3 separate regions of the Mus musculus genome follow, and regions 2 and 3 are each linked to region 1. Evidence: chromatin contacts called from public Hi-C and HiChIP or PLAC-seq data. All regions are on one chromosome and are shown on one strand. Each heading gives the region's core, a stretch centred on a gene start, on an enhancer-like site or on the middle of the called end of the contact. The rest is flanking DNA. Distances are from core to core; before and after follow the strand shown.

What was found. Hi-C and Micro-C count contacts between places; a contact is called where the count stands out from the background. HiChIP or PLAC-seq counts read pairs in DNA pulled down with a chosen protein or histone mark.
Region 2: a Hi-C map of muscle stem cells shows a contact between it and region 1, with 2.9 times the contacts expected there. The contact joins two enhancer-like sites. A contact is called at or near these places in 1 of 15 datasets of contacts at CTCF or cohesin (the NIH/3T3 cell line), 8 of 484 Hi-C or Micro-C datasets (the CH12 cell line, Sertoli cells, bone marrow-derived dendritic cells and 5 more) and 1 of 115 datasets of contacts at active chromatin or transcription factors (CD8 T cells).
Region 3: an H3K27ac HiChIP or PLAC-seq map of bone marrow-derived dendritic cells shows a contact between it and region 1, with 2.7 times the contacts expected there. The contact joins the promoter of Btla here to the enhancer-like site in region 1. A contact is called at or near these places in 2 of 39 promoter capture datasets (embryonic stem cells and macrophages), 3 of 484 Hi-C or Micro-C datasets (B cells, bone marrow-derived dendritic cells and psoas muscle), 4 of 115 datasets of contacts at active chromatin or transcription factors (CD8 T cells, bone marrow-derived dendritic cells, embryonic stem cells and 1 more) and 2 of 9 other capture datasets (adipose tissue and liver).

The regions. Positions count from the first base shown.
Region 1 is chr16:45,281,476-45,284,778 of GRCm38.p6, forward strand. No RefSeq gene overlaps it. Among named protein-coding and RNA genes, the nearest start is that of Btla, 59 kb to the left of the region's middle. Within about 2 kb of position 1,851, at least 24 of the 459 cell types and tissues checked have an H3K27ac peak or open chromatin away from gene starts, as enhancers often do. A contact at or near this core is called in B cells, adipose tissue, bone marrow-derived dendritic cells and 1 more, where this site is marked.
Region 2 is chr16:45,328,742-45,331,950 of GRCm38.p6, forward strand. No RefSeq gene overlaps it. Among named protein-coding and RNA genes, the nearest start is that of Gm30636, 32 kb to the right of the region's middle. Within about 2 kb of position 1,685, at least 28 of the 459 cell types and tissues checked have an H3K27ac peak or open chromatin away from gene starts, as enhancers often do. A contact at or near this core is called in muscle stem cells, where this site is marked.
Region 3 is chr16:45,222,259-45,225,587 of GRCm38.p6, forward strand. Btla (B and T lymphocyte associated) reads left to right here and starts at 2,079. Exons shown (of 6, transcript NM_001037719.2): 1 at 2,079-2,203. The coding sequence starts at 2,095.

The DNA of each region.
Region 1 (3,303 bases), core at 601-3,100:
CTGAAAAATGTTCCTGAGAGTTCTTTACATTGGTACTTTGAGCTGCAGAATTCTCAGCACATTTCTAAACACACTCCTCCACTAAGAGACATGACCAGACTAAGGTGATTTCTGAAATCTCTACAATGACTTCAGTCTCCTATAATGCCTGCTTTAAGAAATGTCATTGCCACCAGGGGTATTTCCTGCTTGTTCTGGCTAAAATGTCGTAGCACTAAGCATGTGAGTGAGCCCCTGAGCTTCTTTAAGGAAGTTTATCTTTAGAAAGTCGCAGTTGCAAATTCTTTATCTGCTCATTGGCATCTGAATTTCACCCCCTAAAACTCTTTGTACAATGGCCGATGAAGTGAGTGTTGGTTTCTCTCACTTTCACGAGTGGGAGCTCAGGACTTGGGCTCCCTAAGCTGGGCTTGTATACACAGAATGTGGAGGATGCAAAATCTTGGCTACAGTTAAATGTTTCTGAGTTCTCAAGATGAATTCAAAATTAATTGCATAATAAATCCAAGGTGTTTCTGGCTGCGCTAACTCAGGATGCACTTTAGAAGTTCATTTGAATCTTGCCTCTGAACACACAACATAAACAGTGCACTGTGCGTGCATGTGTCCAGCTGATCATGCCAAGGAGAGCTAATTACAGACTACTGTATGTTATAAATTACAATGTTTTCTATTGTAATTTACATATAAAGTCTTTCACTCTCATAGAAATGTCATGACTTAATGACAGTATTTTCATTTGGCTATCTAAATATATATATGTATATATGTGTATATGTGATATATGTATATTTGTATATATGTATACATAAATACATATCCAAAAATCATTGCTTGAATTACTGACTTGAGTTTCACCAAAAAAAAATCAATAAATAAAATTTAGCTTAGGACTAGAGCAGAATTTGCAATAACTTTTAAAGTGACCCTAAACATCCTTCATATCTTTTACCATGTAACATCCTTCATATCTTTTACCATGTATTCATGGGAAGTAGTGCTATCAACATGACTGATGATTCATAGACTTGAGGAATGTTGAAGATGCTCCATGTCCTGCAGTATTAAATGTGCAGCCACGTTTTAATTATTTGTGTAAAAACAAACAAGCATGTTCCTTTCACTACGATGCAAGCTTACTTTTGTTTTTAATGAATGGTAAAACTGTATGCACGCAAGGAATTGTTTTAAAATCATTTTCTTTATGAATTATTACCAGTGAATACTTGGTTTGTATGTCTATTTTATATATCTGTGCATCTGGAGTTACATAAAATTTTCTCAGACCAAAAAAAAAATGTCAAATGGAAAGGCTTAAGAAGCTTTGCACTGGCTCCTGTGTGGTGACATTTGAAGATAAGCCTGCTGAGGAAATATTGTAAGTCACATAAGTTCATTAGAGAAGGATCTTGGTTGGTAGGAAATCTGGATTTCTCAGTTCTCACACTCTGGGGAAGTCCATGTGAGCACAGGATGAGAAGACTGCTATTGGAAAGCCAGGAAGACAGCTTGAACCAGACTCTAAATCAGTAGACCCCCAATCTTGGAATTCTAGTTGGCAGAAGTATGGAAGATGTCTATGGTTATACCACCTTGTATGTACCAGATCTCATTTAACTGAGAAATGAAATTCCACTGTTTTGTTTAGCTCACTCTTTGTTTGACACTTTAGTCTAATAGCCCTAGCCAAGCAATAGACACAAGAGGGCAGCAACTCCCCTTTTCTCTTTCCAGCCCCCAAAGAGGGTAAGGGCCAAACTTCAGCTTTAAGACCACCTTACTCTGGCTCCACCACTGCTCACAGATGTAAAGAATTGAGGAAGTTTGCCCTCTAGGGTAAGTACCAGTGAACCAGATGGCCTTGTCATGTGGAACAAAATTTCCCTAACATGCCGAGATCCCTTTAGTGTTAAGTTAGCATTGTAACATTCACCAGCCTTTTTTTTCAGGGAGAAGCAGAGTTCTATTACATGTGCTCTTCTTCCCTATTGAGATAGTTGTTGAATAAAGTTCTATCCTCATCATTCTGACATCTGTGATTTTCTTTTAACAGCACCAACTTTATGGAATGAACTGCTTTGGGGTCTCAAGAGTAGAGTTAGTTGAGTTCAATCAACTTTCTTTTTCTCTTTCTCACATGTGTGTGTGTGTGTGTGTGTGTGTGTGTGTGTGTGTGTGTGTGTGTGTGTGTGTGTGTGTGTGTGTAAGAGAGAGATAGACAGAGAAAGAGACAGACAAGGACAGAGATTGGAACTTGACTAGTAGAGGTTCAAGTAAGAAAAATAAATGACCAAAGTAATAAACACAAACTGAGGGTGCTTACAGTCAGTTAATCATTTGAATTGCTTAGTGAAGTAGAAGATTCTCTTTAATTTATTCAATTTATTTTAAAGAAACCCTAAACTCCTAAAACAATGAAATCCACTCATATTTAAAACTCCTGGGGTGGAAAAACACTGAATTATCTTCCAAGCATCTTACTATCTATCCAAATTAGTAATGTGTGATAACCTGGGGATATCATGCAACTCATTTAGGTGTGGTGTGATGTTCAATGAGTTGGTAATAGCTCAGTCATTATTACATTTCATTGATATTACCTTGAGTGGAAATATGACTAAAAGTCAGTACAGGGAGACAAACATACAAAATTAGATTGTCCCATGAATTCAAGGGAAGATGAGGTTGATGTGTAAAATACATTAAAGCAAATGGTACTATTTACAAATAGGAATGAAATGAAGTAAGTGAAGAAATTAATAGTGAACAATGGCACAGCTTTAGAACCAGAGAAAATATACTGTGAAATACAAGAAAGGAAAGGACCAGCAAGCCTGGCAGATTTGAGAGGGATTGGTACAACATGGTGGCTAATTTTATGAATCAGGTTGAATTGGCCACAGTAACCAAATACATAGTCAAACATCATTCTAGGTTGTCAACAAAGGCATTCTCAAGTGGAATTAACATATATTATTATTCTCTGTATGTGGGTAGGTTTCATCTAGTTTGTTGGAAACCTAAATAGAATGGGGACTCCTTTTATCTTCTTGCACTCTCTATAATTATTTTTGAAATATTTTGATGCTTCCCTTACTAATAATTTCCATCTTTTTATTGTTGTACAGTATTCTGTTGCACGGATGGACCTCAATCTGCTAACCAGGTCAACAATTGCTAGAAATTTAGATGGTTTTCATGTTGGAGCTATTATCAATAAAGGTACTATAAGCATTTGTATACAAATAAAAATAAAACAAAGTAGGATGGAATTTCTCCTGAAGACAGAATTCTGCCAACAAC
Region 2 (3,209 bases), core at 435-2,934, 47 kb after region 1:
TCTAGTTCTTAGAACAACATTAGTCAGGGTAGTGATGTCCTGGAGCATTTAAACAATGAATTCAACATGCCAGAAGTTGCGGTAACGGTAAATCAGCCAGGGTCATCATGACACTGAAGAGAAATGAAAGCAAAGCCAGGGTGTCAGGTTCTAGGGGTACAGCTCTTGATTCACAACCAGTGGCTATTCATGGAGGTAATCATGTTGATGCTTAAAGGGCTGGGACCCAGAGGCCACACTGGCATCATTATAACTTGGTATGGCATATGTGCTTATGAAATTTCCAGAGGGCCAAGAACAGCAGCACAGTTTGTCCAAAGGCCCAGTGGGGAATTTGACTATGTTACATGCTGTCTACTTCCCAGGATTTTCTCTAGAATCTTGATGCAGCATTTATGCCCTTATAACTCTTACCTTCTTGCAAAACCAGTTCCACATGGGTGACCCCTAAGATCTACTGTCAGATCAAAAAGTAGCCATCCCTCCCTTTATAACTATAGTTATAGTGACCTCTAAGTTTCTGCACAGTCCACCCTGAGATGCATTTCTGCACAGCCTTGGATGGTAACAACAACAATAGCAAAACCGTTGGTGGGAACGGTAGAAATCTGATTAGGAACTTTCCTACTCTTTTAAAAATAGAATGGTTTATTCCCAAGGAAATCAAACAATAAAGTTTGCTGAATTCAATTTCCTCATAAACTTGAGTGTTATTAATAAAAGGATTCATAGAGACAACTCTATTATGCATCACAAAGATAGAAAGCTGCTGCTTAGAACACGGTGTTCTTAAGTTTATTTTTATTTAGGGCTTTTCAAATTTGACTGTGCCTACCAGACATCTAGAGTACTTGGTGAACTATAGACCACGTAGACAGAGGTGTATTTGAATCCCTGGTAAAACCTGAGATTCTGAACTTCTAACTCCTGGAAAGTGCCAGCCTTGTTGGTGCAGTGGGACAGATAGTGTCCAGTTTCATGCAGTTGGGTGGGGAGTCTCACAGTTTCCTTTATTTTCAAGCAAAGCTGGACTACTTCAACACTATTAACTCGCTTTCAAATGTAGAGGTCTGCAGTGACCCCTGGCTTAATGCCCTATGTCCTAAGGGCTGGTTGGTCACAGCATATAATTATCATGTGGGCAAGAAGCCAGAAAGGGACTTGTGCTCTGACTTGTGCAGCCCCTGCAGAGAGCTCTGCACAAGGTCATTTTGCAGACAAGGCCAGCCACCTGTGTTCAGGGACACTCTCCAGACAGTCAGGCAGAGAAAAGGAAGCCCTGTTGAGAAAGTGAGCCCTTCATTTTGCACCAAACTCAGAAAGCCATCCAGACACAGGAGATTGTGACCTGAATAGCAGAGTTCTCCCACAGTCCTACTCTGATCTCTGTTATTATAAGAAAATACCTGAAGCTGGGTCATTTTTAAGAATAAGCTTGTTGTATCCTACAATGTTCAAAGTTGGGATCATCAAGAGCATAGACTTAATTCATGCTAGGAAACCCAAGTGAAGATGCCCAAGCTTCGTCAGAATCCAGCTTAGCAATCACTAATTCAGTCTCATGAGCATCAGCCCAACTGCATTCGAAAGGAATTGATCTATTTTTTTTTAACATTTCTACTTTTAAAACAATTATGTGTTTTGATGTTTTACCTGCATTCATGAAGTACCCTCAGAATCCAGAAGAGGGCATAGGATTCCCTGGAACAAGAGTTATAAACAATGCTGACCCACCACAGGGTTGCTTGGCCTCAAACCCAGGTTCTCTGGAAGAACAAGATCTCAAAACCTTAATATTTGAAACCAGTGAATAATGAATGAGCGAAGAGTGAGCACTTGTGGGAAAGCCCACAATGAAGGATTGCTTCATTCTGGTCCCAAGATCAGTCATGGTTTTTCCTTTTATTAGGTCAAAAAGTCAGGATGTTTTTCTACATGGGAAAAGGAAGGCATAAGTTAAGATACTTCAAAACATTCGTCTACATACACTTTAGGTGCTGTACTGAAGGGTGGGCCAACAGGATTAGTATCTCAGGTTGCTATGGGCTACACGGAAAGTCAATCTAACATCTCTCTGAACCTCAGTTTCCTAATATTAAACAAGAATAGATGTAATAGTCCATGTTCATCCTTAATATGAGATGTCTTAATTATATAATAGAGATTTATTGCTTTTCTAGGTCTGGCATAATTTCAGAAGTAACATTTCTGAGGGCTCTTATTATGAAATGAGGAAGTGAGCCTGAGAAGAGACTTCTAAAATAGTTGCTGGTTTTTCAGTTCGGCAAGTTTTATTTATTTATTTTGTTTACTTATTTTAGATGGGGTCTCATGTTGTAGCCTAGGCTCGTGAATTAATTTCTACCCTTGAGCCTTGGTTTGCAGACCCAGAATTCCGTGAGAGAAAGGGTGGCCAGATTCCCCCAAGGAAGGATATTGATAAAATACTTAAAAGTTTGACCATTAGCCTTTCTCCAGTCCTTCCCCAGAGGGAAATACAGCCTTTTACAAAAGTAACTGTACACCAGGGGAATGAAAACAATCAGACTTTTCAGGGTCTGTTGGATGCTAGTCCTGAATTAACGCTTTTCCCAGGAGATCCCGAGAAACACAGTGGCCTTCCAGTTAAATAGGAGCTTTTGGAGGTCAGGTGATTAATGGAAGTTTGGCCCATGTCCTATACATAGTAGGGCCAGCATGTCCTCAAATTCATCCTGTGGTGGTGGGTTTTTTTTTCCCCCAATCCCAGAATGTATAATTGGGATAGATATATTTAGATGTTGGCAGACTTCTCCCATTGGTTTTCTGACTGGGGAATGAGAGCTATTATGGTTGGAAAGGCTAAATGGAAGCCTTTAGAGTTCCCCGTGCCAAGGAAAATAGTGAATCAAAAACAGTGTTGCATCCTTTTAGGAGTTACAGAAATGAGCACCACTACCAAGGACTTGAAAGATGCACGAGTCGTGGTTCCCACCATGTCCCCTTAACTTTTCTATCTAGACAGCACAGAAGACATATGGATTGTGGAGAATAGCAGTTGACTATCAATAACTCAGTCAGGTATTGCCTCTGATTGTAGCATCTGTAGTAGCTGAGGTGTCCTTACTTGAGCAGAGTAACACCTCCTTGCTCATGGACATGCTGGATAGTTTTCTGTCCACTTGAGACAAGCTAAAATCATCAGAGAGGAGGAGCCTTGAGGAAGAAAT
Region 3 (3,329 bases), core at 829-3,328, 59 kb before region 1:
ATTTAAAAAAAAAAAAAAACAAAAACAAACCTAGCTACTGGATAAGTTATAAACACAAAGCAAGGCAGACTTATCTCTGAGCAATGCATTTTTGAATCTGGCTTCTTTCATTTCTACCCTAGAATAAAGACAGGAATGAGATTCTGAGTCAAAGTCTTGGCCAATGGCATTTGCAACTGTGCAGGGATAAATAGCCACACACACTGATAAAATATCAGAATGGACATCATTTCAAATTCGTGAGAAGTTTTATAAGATTGCTCCAAATGTTATCTACTTCGTATGAATTCCTTTGTATGAAAAGAAAATCATGAGGCTGGGTAGATGGCTCTGTCAGTAAAGCTCCTTCCGTGCAAGCCTGAGGACCTGTGTTCAGATCCGCTGCAGCCACATAAAAGGCCAGTTATGGTCGTACATTGGGGTGAATGACAGGCGACTCCTGGAGCTCATTGCCAGTTACTCTAGCGAAATGGATGAGCTCCTGGTTCAGTGAGAGACTCTGTCCTAAAAAAAAAAAAATAAAAGTAAGGGGCAGAATCATTGAGAAAGATGTCTGACCCCTGCATATATCCAGCAGAAAGCACACAGCATGTTCATACACCTACATAAACATTTACATACACCCACACACACCGAAAGAAGGAAGAAGAGGAGGAGGAAGAGGAGGGGGAGGGGGAGGAGGAGAGAGAACAAGAACCACTAGAGAACTATGATGGTCTGGAGTTGACAGAGTTTATTTGTGGTTTGGATGATATCTCGAGCTTTAGGATGGGTGGTGATTCAAGGCTTTTCTTCGAAACCTCTTAGGCTATTTTAGAGGTACATTGAGCCTTGTTTCTACTGCCAACAGGAGTTTTGCACCCCATTCTGAGCAAGGAAGGGGGATGAGTTGTATAAAATGAACCATAAGCAGGGTGCTTCCTTGGTCAACAGTGCAGATTCTAGGAGCTCTGCAGACTACCTGTATCATCTGGCGTACCAGGGGTGCGTGAGCATCAGCATGGATTGGCTGAGTTCCTTAAATTCTGGAGCGGCGTTCACTCATGTTGGTATTCCAGCCACTGTGGCTTATCTGGACAAATATGCAATAGGTACCCTAAATGGAGTTTGGCCTTGGAAGGGTACCATTAGCCTCTGAGGGAAAGATTTCTCAATTTCATTCAATGAGTTAAACTGCACAGGTGCCACCTCTCCATTTGGAATTACCAAATTCCTGTTGTTATAAGCTAGTGATTGAACGTGGGCTGCGTGCCCACAGCCCCTCAGCAACCCTGAGCTATCCAATTTTGAACTTTTTCCATTTCTTACTTTACTGCTTCATCTCGACAACAACCACATAAAGCATGCGGAAAATGAAAGTTTCCTCTAATTGGCACTCAAGTGCTCATTTTGCTTAGAACTTTAATATTTAGGAAGATCGTGTAGCTAGTACTAACGGCAAGCATGTATTCCGTTGATAGGCATCTACAGACTGAAGAAGGAGGCCCTTCCCTCTTCTGTTGATGAAATGCACCCTGTCAGTCATTTTCTCCATAACGTCAGATAAGTCTTCATTGGTTTCATGACAAGGAACATTCTCATCTTACTGTGCCTTTATGGGAGCATGGGGGGAGGGTTGTAAGATACATTACACTGATGAAGTATCATAATCACAAACTATAAAAAGGGGAAATATATGCTTACCATAGGTACTTTTTGTATGAATTTCCTGACCCTGATTTGATCAGAATCTAAACCTAAAGACTGTAACAATTTAGATCTTTTTTTTTTTAAGTTTAATTGTTCACTTTGAGAAAAACCTCAAGGTTATGCAAGAATGGTGGCAGAGCGGAAGCAAGGAGCCAGCTGCTTTGCACATCAGAGGGCTTGAAAGAGAACAGCAGGTCGGATCAGAAACAAAACCACAGCAGGGCCTCTTGCTCTCACAAATCCTTCGGACTACTCACACTGTCCTCTCCCACCAGGTCTCCTGATTTGATTTAAATTAATTAATTTATTTTGGCCTAAGATGCTGCTAGTGTGAATAACGTGACCCAGCTCTGAAGATCTCTAGGGAGGAAGAGGAAGTTTGCCCTTACCTGACACGTGCTGGGAATGAAGACAGTGCCTGCCATGCTTGGGACTCCTCGGTTATTTAGGGAATTCTTCATCCTCCATCTGGGCCTCTGGAGCATCCTTTGTGAGAAAGCTACTAAGAGGAATGGTAAGGGACCTACTAAGAAAGCTGGTTTTCTTCCTCGGGGTTCCTGTCAGTGATAGTTGAGCTTGCTCTGTGGAGAGGGATGTTCATGTCCAGGGCATATATAGCTCAGAGTGATGAGTCCCTTTTGCTTCTTGAAAACGCTCCAGGATGTGAGTGAAGTTAGGACATGCTACTCACCTGGCTACAGAGCAAAAACTGATCCATAGCTGGAGCTAAGTTTCCTAAAACCAGGTCCTGATGGTAAGTGAAGAGATTTGAGCAGATGTTATAAATGTGTCAGTACAGATTTGTCACTATTACAAAACTCTCTGTGGCTGCCATGCTAACAGAAAAGACTTGTTACGTTCATGTCTTGGTATCAGATGTCAGCAGGATGTTGTAGTGCTTACTGGGGTGGGAAAGCTTTTGGATACTTGTGGTTATAGCTGTGGCCATGGTTACACTCAAATAATGTTCAATCTAAATAGACTGCCTCCTTCTTTCTGTGGGGTATACTATGAGAATACTGTGGGGTGTACTATGAGAGTACTAAGCAGGCTTCTCGATGTGAGGCTGAAGAGTAAATCATGAGTGTCGCTTTAGTTTGTCTGGACAGGATGATTTGTGAATGGTCGCCAACTGAAAATAGGAAACAATTCTCCATAGTTTATGAAGACAAGGTCTGTAATGCTTGGGATCCTTGGGTTATTTATCTTCCACCATCACACGTGTAGCAACTGGGCACATTCGTGTTGGATTGAAAAATAGAACCACTGAGGTCCTGTGGAATGTCATCTTGAAATCTGGAACTGTGAGGTTTAGGATTCAATGATCTGATGTCACAAGACCACCTAGCCAAGAGCAGAGTAGAACTTCTTCTTAGTCATTCAAGCCCTTGTTTATTATTACCCACCTCTGAAAGACAAGAGGAGTCAAATATTAATTCTATTTAATTCTAAGGGACCTCTTGCAGACTGGACTCTGTGAAACAAAGGAAATATTTTTAATTTTATAGCACAATTGGGGTTGTAATTCGCATTATATTCTTCTACCCAGTATGTTATAATCTGGTATTTATTACGCACAGAAACTTGGTTATCAGGTGGGAGTATTTATTCCCTCTGCTACTTACATTATGAACTCAGTT